Linked DNA regions of Drosophila melanogaster: region 2 is linked to region 1. Evidence: chromatin contacts called from public Hi-C data. All regions are on one chromosome and are shown on one strand. Each heading gives the region's core, a stretch centred on a gene start, on an enhancer-like site or on the middle of the called end of the contact. The rest is flanking DNA. Distances are from core to core; before and after follow the strand shown.

Region 1 (4,048 bases), core at 871-3,370:
AAATGTCCGCTTTAAGACGAGCTATTACACGATCATCGCCGGAAAACAATGTTTTGGGCATGTTTCGAATGGATATGCGATGCGCATTCGCTTTGATCAGCTGCAGTTTGTCCTATGGCATTATAATCATTCAGATTGGATATATACCAGGCTAATTTAAGCATTCCAAAGAAATTATTACCGTGGTGCAATCGGCACTTAATCAGCAGCTTGCTTCACTTAAGTTAATTACTAAGATAATCTAGAGGATTGGATCTCTGGTGGAATGAAAACAAAACTCGCAGCTTATAGATTCATTGTACAAAAGACGGTGAAACCTAAAGGTATTGAGCTAAGCATAAACGTATGAATTAATTAATTAAATTAATTACGAAATAAAGTCCAATCATTGTTATTTTTCATTTTTAATTTTATTGCATTTTCCAAACCAAAGGGAATCAATTTTCAAATTAATTTAATTTAAACAAACGTTATTAATATCTGTAATTCTTAACAGGTTCTTTTTTGGATATATAAAAAGAATAGTTTGAAGCATGCGATTTCATTGTGGCAAGTGTTTAGCAGGTCCTCTATTGGACTTGGTCGCTGGTTTCCTTTTCAGTGCCTTTGAGAAGACATCTGGATTTTCTACGAAATTATTATTATTAACCTGATCAACCGACAGAACTTCCTTCTTATCGAGCACCTTTGTGAGAAAAGATTTGGGATCGACAATTAAGGAGTTCATGTTCAAATCTGTTGGCTTGGATGAAGTGGCAGGATTTGTGGAGTTTGCCGACCTGCCATCACCTTCATTCCTGTTTATGAAACCCAGTTTTGTGCTATCGTTACACCCGATTAATTGCACCTTTTCCGCTCTCAATCGATCCAGGCGCCTCTGCTCCTCCTTCATCAGACTGACGGCTATTTGCTGAGAGTTGGATTTGATTTGGATTTCCGATATTGGACTCTTGGTGCAGCGAATGCGCATGTGATAGGCTTTGGATGACTGCGGGCTGTCAGTGTTGGCAAAGGAATCAATGGAGCTGCCGCAAGGATGCAGGCCATCTATGTCCAGTTTGGTCTGCATCCTGGAGATCCTTACATCCTTCACCACCTTCGGGGGATTCTCGTGACCGAAATGGACCAGGGAAATGGCCTTCTTTAGCAATTGCACCACCGCCTGGACCTCCAGTGGCCGCTGTTCCGGCCCCATGATCTTTGGATCGGGAACAGTGGAGTCATCATCCGACTGCTGCTTCTTCCCTTCTAACTTTGATTCTTTCTGTTTCTCCAGGAGCTTCTTGACCCGCTCGTTCAACATCCTGGCCTCCGATTTGCGCACCATTCTCTCCATATTCCTGGTCCTCATCGCATCAATTACCAGCTGCGAGGACATCATACGATCCCTTTGCGTCATTTGAAGAATCTTAAGCGGTATGGCGGTATGGCTGGATGAGTGAGGGCCACTGCAATCCTGGGATAGCATGGTCCTCGCCAGCTGCTCCTCTCTTCGCTGCGCATTGTGTAACCTCAATGTTGCTGACTTTTCAAATGGAAGGCGTCGCTTATGCCTCTTCGTCCTTTTGTCCCGCTCTCTGACCAAAGGATGCATACCTACTAGGTAAGCTACCATATTTTTAATGTATATTATATTACCAATTTCAATCAATTTAGATCTTTTGAAAACCTACCATTTGGATGTGTGTTGATCCTAAAAGGTGTTTGCCGTTCGGTGTATGAGATTTGCTTGCTATTCGGCTTCGGTTTATTTGGGTCCTGTCTGCGGGGTTCATTGCCACCGGAAGTACTGCTCGAGTTATTCCTGGTCAATCGCATCAGGTGTCTCCAGGGACTCTGCGTGCGGATCCGCGCCTCAGCATCATCATCTGGTGAGGATTAGGTACAACCTTTGTGAAATATTCTACATAAAAAGTAAACAACCAAATGAACCCTACGCATTAGGCGACATTGTCGAGAGCCGCAAAGATTCAGGATCCTCCTAATCCAGTCCAACTTGATGGTATGGGCCATTGCCAACTGTAACTGAAACGCAAAAAGGTAAAAAAGGAGAACGGAATGCGAATTTTGAGACCGAATTTCACGATGGCGTTCGTTTAGTCGAGCCCATTACATAATTTGGAAGGCAAATCTAAAGAAAACGACATTAGATATGAAGCCTGCCCAGATAAACTGTACAAATTTTTTTAATATTTCTTGATCGATTTTATTATATACTTTCATAATACAAAGAAAATAATAGCCAAACACACAATGAGATTCAGCTGCAACCTGAAAAGTATGCTACAAAAAAGTGAATACACTTCTCGTCAATCGGCTAAAATCTAAAAAATTAAGTACATGATAACTAAATAATGAAAATGCCAGGCATATGATTACGTATTTTTATTACGGTTTATTTCGAGTGTGTTTTTTTTTTTTTTTTGAGTGTGGGCGAGTGTTTCATCCGCTGATGAACAAATTACATTTGACATAATACATAATGAAAACGCATTTTGAGGCCGAATGGGGTCTCCAATTTGTATCTCGCACATGAACATGAGAGTATTGTACATATGTTGGGTGTACTTGTGTGTTTTTTTTTTTTGCCCATATATTCATTTATATCAACCCAATTCTTAAACTCATTACTATCCATCGATTTCCGTTTTGGTTTTAGCACTATCGTATATGTATATATGTATAGCATATATAGCTCTACTGCCGATCTGATCGCGAACTTCAACGAAATTGAATTTGATTTACTTTCTTTACTGATCGCTAAGGCTAAAGATTCCTTCTTCTTCTTCTTTTTCTTTTTCCTAGTTTCTCGTGGGTGTATGTATGACTAGCAAAAAACCATTTCCTTGTTTTTTGTTTCCATGGGGGTGGTGGCAGTGGGTCAGGATGTAAATGTGATGTAAACGGGATGTACATAAGTGTGAGCGGAAACCATACGAAAGCTGCCCGTACATGTGTCTATGTGTGTGTATATTTTCATCGAAATTCGATTCGATTCGATTCGACAACAACAACAACAAAAAGAAAAGGCACAATTTTGATGAAACGCTTTCCCATGCTTTGTATGCGCGCGCGTGTGTGTAGTGGATAGGATATACATACATATATATATATATATATATATATATATCATCTGGGACGAAAGGGTTATACATTTTGTATCATACTTATTTTTGCGTTTTTTTTTTTTATGTTTTTTTGAGAAAAGAAAGTCGCCCTTCTCAGCCGCTCCTGGGGCCTCTAATTTAAATATATATTTTCTTTATCTAGTTGATAATTGCTTGATAGTTAGTTCTCGAGGGTTTCATGTTTGTTAGTAAAATCTAAGGCTAGTTGGAAAAGTGATTTGAATTTGGTATAGGTTTTTTCGTTCACTGGCTGCCTCGCTTTCGGAAGAACCGCATGGAAAATAGGGCCTTAACCAGTGATTTAAGTATTTTTGTTTGAGCGAAAAAAAATCACTTGCTACGAATAGTCACCCTGTTTAAGCGGTTATCTATAGTTAACTCCTCTGCACATCGTTTAATGTTAGTTAATGCAATGCTTTCCGTATGCTAGTTGGATGTATCAAATTGATTAAGAAGTTCGATTTTTAATTAGTTTATTACACTTAGAGTTCCTCAGCTTCTTCGTTTTTTTTTTTTTTTGTTTTGCTTTGTTTTGCATTTTGTTTAGAGTGGAAATTATTCGCATAGTTTTTATTTTGTTTTCCATTGTTTGTCCTTTTTGTTTTAGGTTGTTTATTAAATATAACAATGCTCTCGGCGCATACATTGTGAAAATTATAATGAATTTGTTTTCTCTTTATTCGTATAATAGTTATATGTATATATTTTTGAAATAATATCCATAGCTGCTGCTGCTGTGGCGTCGTCGACGTTTTTGCAATATACAAAAAATTTAATTAAAAAAAAATGTTTTAAGTAGTTCGTATAATGGCGAGCAGGAGAGATGGAGAGTTAAAAAAAAAAATTGAATATATGCATATTCGCATGAATTATAATGTTAACACTCAACTTGAATTTAGCTAAATTTTTTCGAACAAATT
Region 2 (4,629 bases), core at 1,917-4,416, 44 kb before region 1:
CTAGCAGCTTGGCGTTATCGCTGGCGGACTTAAAGCTGCAATCGGAGTCACCGGAATCGAGGCGACTGCGCGATTTGGGCGTACTCTGGCGGGATGATGGCGTATGCAATTGACGGACATCGTCCAACGACGTCTGGATCTCCAGCACGTCATCTTCGTTATCGTCAGTTGTGGACGGGAGCTGTGGTGGGGTCGGCAAGTCACTGAACTCCTCGGCATGCTCGACCTCGTCCTCTACTTTCTCAACCCTGTCTTCGTTCGTTGGTTTTTCTAAAGATTTGACGGCGTTATCGCTGATTTCAGCTGCATTTTCCTCCAGATTTTTCTCGTCCTCGTCTAGCAAAACTTCTTCTCGAGCATCTTCCGATTTTTCCTCCGAATTGTCAGCCTCTTTTAACTCTGGCATATCTTTTACTACTTTTTTTTCCTTCGCCTCATCTGTATTTTTCTCTGTTGCATCCACAAATTGTTCTTCTCTATCTCTTTCTACTTCATTTGTCTCAGTTTCGTGTGCGTCTCCCTCTCGCTCATTCGTTTCGATTTCCTTCACTGGTGGTTTGATTTCGACATCAGGATCGGAGGATTCAATTTCCACAACTGGTGAGTTTTCCGTTTTTTTCTCCTTTTTCGTTTGCATTTTGTCAGTCGTCTCCTTTTCGTTTAGCATCTTGTCCGTCTTTTTGTTTGATCTTTCTTTTAGGGGTTTTGGCTGCTTTTTTTGTGCATCCTTCTGCTTTTTTAGTACCGGCTTTTCGTCCTCATCATCACTGATGGTCGTGGTGAAGGATATCTTCTTTTTCTTGGGCGGAGGCGTTCCAGATCTCTGGGACCCCGGCACATCGTTGGGCACTGGACGTAAAAATGGAGAGAATTGCATTAGTTTTAGCTCAATTCTTCTTTAATTTGATTTGGTCAAATCCTGTCATAAAAATAACGAAATCATTTAATACAAAATGAGACATGATTAATGCGATTACATCGAGTTTGATGTCAGTTTAATAAGTGCATCCTCCTACCTATATACTCCTCATCGTCATCATCATTATCTCCACCTCCATCAGACCTGGAGGAGCTGTTGTCTATGCTTAGGCGGCCCAACCTGCGTAACTTGAGCCTTCCGACCACAGGCGTACCGTTGCATGAGCGGCGCCTAACCCGCTCGCGCGAGCCTCCAGAAGATGACGAGAAGAGCGGCGTGGAGGTCAGTGCTATGTCCTCCAGCACATTGCCAGTGGCATCCACACGCTGCAGTCGTGTCGGTTTCGGAGCTCCTCTCGATGAAAGCGAACCGAAAGTAGACCGACGTGATGGACCCCCGGGGCTGCCCAGAATCTCGACGGCCTCGCTGAAGGATACCGCCTTCTTGGGATACACCTTCCTGACAACTCCGTCGCCAATGGGAGGCGGTTTGCAGTCAGGCCACTTGGCACTTGGTAAACGCGTCCTCCTCACCTTCACCACACAGCCAAAGAAATGCGCGCCATAACGCTTAACCAAATCCGGATCGGTGTTGCGTCCGCGACTGGATAATCTCTTCGCCTTGATCTTGGGCTTGGGACTTCGCTTCAGTGCGGAGTGTGTGCTTTCAGAACTCTTGGCCAAACTGGGCGGCGGTGTATGAGCGCGCAACGAGTGGTTCAGAGCACGCTTTTTGGCGCCATTCTGCAAAGGAACTTTGATGTGGAAATTGGTCTGCGCTGTTGATGACTTTTGTTTCTTAGGTGACGTTTTTCTCTTTTTGTGCCTGCTACGGCCACTAGTACCGCTCTGGTTAACGATCTCGGGCACATTGATAAATGATGAATTGGCCAAAGATTCGACGGCCGAATCGATTTCTGTCTGTTTCAGGCGACGTAATAGCACCCGCACCTTTCTTTTAACATTCGGCGACTGCTGATCGCTGAACATCTTTTGCTGAGCCTTCGTCTTGGTGGGAACGACCACCATCGATTGCTGGTCCTCCTCGATGGCCTCGCCGTCGTCGTCAATGGACACTTTTGGCCTCTTGTTGTGCGGCGTCGATGCAGAGACAGTGGATTTCCTGCTTTTGTTTGGTTTTGAGTTAGCCACGCTCTTACGCTTCCTCTTGGCCAATGACTCGTCGAGATGGTCGAATGATGTTTCCGAATCAAACAGATCAATGCTGCACTGTTCGACATTCTTTGATTTTCTCGACATGCGCAAGTCATTCTCGTCCAATTGGTTTCCACTCTCCAGGAGGTCTGACAGAAAATGGAAAAAACGATTGGAGGTTATTAAACTTCTAGGATTGCCAGCCAATTTGCAGGCAAACAAAATTATGCTCAATTTACCATTTACGTCGATTGGCGAATCGGGCGGTATGGGCGACGGAGTGGAGAGCTTGGTGTCCACCGGATTAATAGTTTGCGGCGGCGGCGCCGCTTTGACCATATCAAAAATATCCATTATCGCAGGTTTCAGCCCTTTGCGATTTTCCCACGAAAATGAAAATTAGCAAAGAGCGCAGATTTACCGCTTTAAAATATACGGTTAATATGCGCTTACAGATGTGTGTTTTGCGCAATTAGTGAGGCCACTGTACCACGGACTAATTGTGGCGCGAGGAGCACTCGATTTGCCCACTTAATCAGCAGATGCGACTTTTAAAATCGCGTTTGCATTCAGGTAACTTTCCTGATTAATTTTACACACTCCTAAAGACGCCATCTAGCTGGTGTGCCCGTGCGCAGATACCGCGAAAATATTTCACCGCCTCGGCGCATTTTTATGGGTTATTTATGTCGCCAACAATCATTAACCACAAAATGTATTTTAAATTTATCAACAAATAGCCTATTTCCTATCATTAAACGACAAAGATCTTATGGACACTTTTCATCAATGGAATGCTGAACAACAACTTATTACTCTGAGCAACATAACTCCATTAAGATTCATACTTATCTCATATGGTTGAATGTTTCAAAATCATTTACAAACATGTAATAACAGCACTTGCAGCCCACTGTACAGGTTTGAGTCTGTGCTAAACAGCTATCATTGGTATTTTTGGTATTATTCAAATAATCGATAATGCAGTAGAAACTTTTCTATCGGTTATCAGCTATCTGCGCTTCAGAGAATTTTAGTATATGGTAATACTTATTTAGCGGCTTACTTCAGCTTTTGCGCGACGGTCACACCGCCAGTGGGCGAAAAAAAACATTCGTGAATTCACCGTCGTCGAACGAACGCTGTATTTTTTTCCAGTGCAATATTCGGTCGATGTATAACGAGTGATTGAATTAAAGTAGTCCTTTTAAAAAAAGTACTAGTATTTAAATAAAAATAAAGTCATACAGAACAGCATAGGGAGAGAGGGCGAGAGAAAAAATTGCTGCTGCTGAGGTGTGTGCAATTGCCTGTGCGTGTGTGTGTGTGTGTGTTTGTGTGACGTTTACAGCAGCAAAAAGTTCGGTAGTGTCGTCAAAATAATCGTGTATTATAAAGTTAATGCAAACGATTCTCGATCGGATACGAGTTGATCGCGACATATTGAGTTCGTCGAATGTGGAAAAGTCTAGCTGATTGAAAACGAAACGCGGATAAAAAAAAAACGATAAACAACGGCAATTTGTTGCTGCCGCAACAGCAACAACAACAGCAGCAGCGCACTAACGCAACCACCACCACCCCCTGTTCCAGCCTAACGGTTCATTTACAGTGGCCGAAGAAGCAGCAGCAAAGGTGAGGTTCCAGCATCTTTATTTATATTTTATGTGTCGTTCTTCTTCATCATCTTTACTTCTTCCGTAAAAAAACTCAATGTGTGTGTGTAAACATTATCAACGAAAAAAGTGGAGTGGGAAAAAATACAGAAACTTTCTTTCGCTGTCTGTGTGGGTTTATGCTCGCGTGTGTGTGTCTGTTGCTACCTTTTTTTTTTTACAAATTAGCGAAGCAGCAAAAGAAAATCGGGTACAACTAATTTTGTATGCTTAAATTTCGCGCATTAATGTAATTAAAAGCGTCCATTGTCCATTGTTCATCGCTCATTGTCCATCATCATTCATCATCGTTCATCATCGTTCTTTGCAGCTTCGCTGAGCAACAACAACAACAATGACAACAGGGCAGCCCTGCTCTTACTTCCTTTTCCATTTCCATTCCTATTGCCATTCCCATTGCTCATTTCCCATTGCCCGCTTCCCTTTCCCAATTCCTCTTTCCCAATTCGCTTTGCTCTTCCACTCCCACCGCATCAGCTGCTCCTGCCACTAGTTGTTGTTGTTGTTCCTGCTCTGTTGTAACCTTGTCTTGCTCTCCTTTCCTTTGCTTTCCACCCACTTTTCGTGGGCCCAACGCACAGTGGGAAAATTCAGCAATCGAGGGAGGGAAAAACTATTTGCCAGTTATAAAATGGAAATGGAAATCGAAGAATAATGACTCTACGTCCACTCTTCTGTAAACCATTAATTACGACCAATGGCTTAGTAATATTTAAAAATAACATCTAATCTTGTTCTCCAATTTTCACTGTGCATCTCTCCATCTCGCTCTAGCCCGCTCTGCGCCTGCGCATTGCCAACTCGGCGACACCTTGCAAGCAGCGTTGCCACCTTGCACATGGCCTACGTAGACGCAACGAACAGTGGGGGTGAAAAAACT

What was found. Hi-C and Micro-C count contacts between places; a contact is called where the count stands out from the background.
Region 2: a Hi-C map of the Kc167 cell line shows a contact between it and region 1, with 2.2 times the contacts expected there. The contact joins the promoter of Evi5 here to the promoter of CG15196 in region 1. A contact is called at or near these places in 1 of 1 datasets of contacts at CTCF or cohesin (the Kc167 cell line), 21 of 107 Hi-C or Micro-C datasets (the Kc167 cell line, cellular blastoderm embryo, embryo and 5 more) and 1 of 6 datasets of contacts at active chromatin or transcription factors (the Kc167 cell line).

Annotation. Positions count from the first base shown.
Region 1 is chrX:11,408,019-11,412,066 of dm6, reverse strand. It overlaps CG15196, which reads right to left and starts at 2,120. Exons shown (of 3, transcript NM_132487.2): 1 at 1,938-2,120; 2 at 1,674-1,868; 3 at 400-1,608. The coding sequence starts at 2,013. The coding sequence ends at 542. It overlaps dlg1 (discs large 1), which reads right to left. Exons shown (of 18, transcript NM_001103486.3): 18 at 2,291-4,048. It overlaps Gr10b (Gustatory receptor 10b), which reads left to right. Exons shown (of 3, transcript NM_078566.4): 3 at 1-284. The coding sequence ends at 155.
Region 2 is chrX:11,452,875-11,457,503 of dm6, reverse strand. It overlaps Evi5 (Ecotropic viral integration site 5), which reads left to right and starts at 3,166. Exons shown (of 9, transcript NM_167285.4): 1 at 3,166-3,708. HP5 (Heterochromatin protein 5) reads right to left here and starts at 2,718. Exons shown (of 4, transcript NM_132490.3): 1 at 2,313-2,718; 2 at 1,017-2,222; 3 at 1-849. The coding sequence starts at 2,427.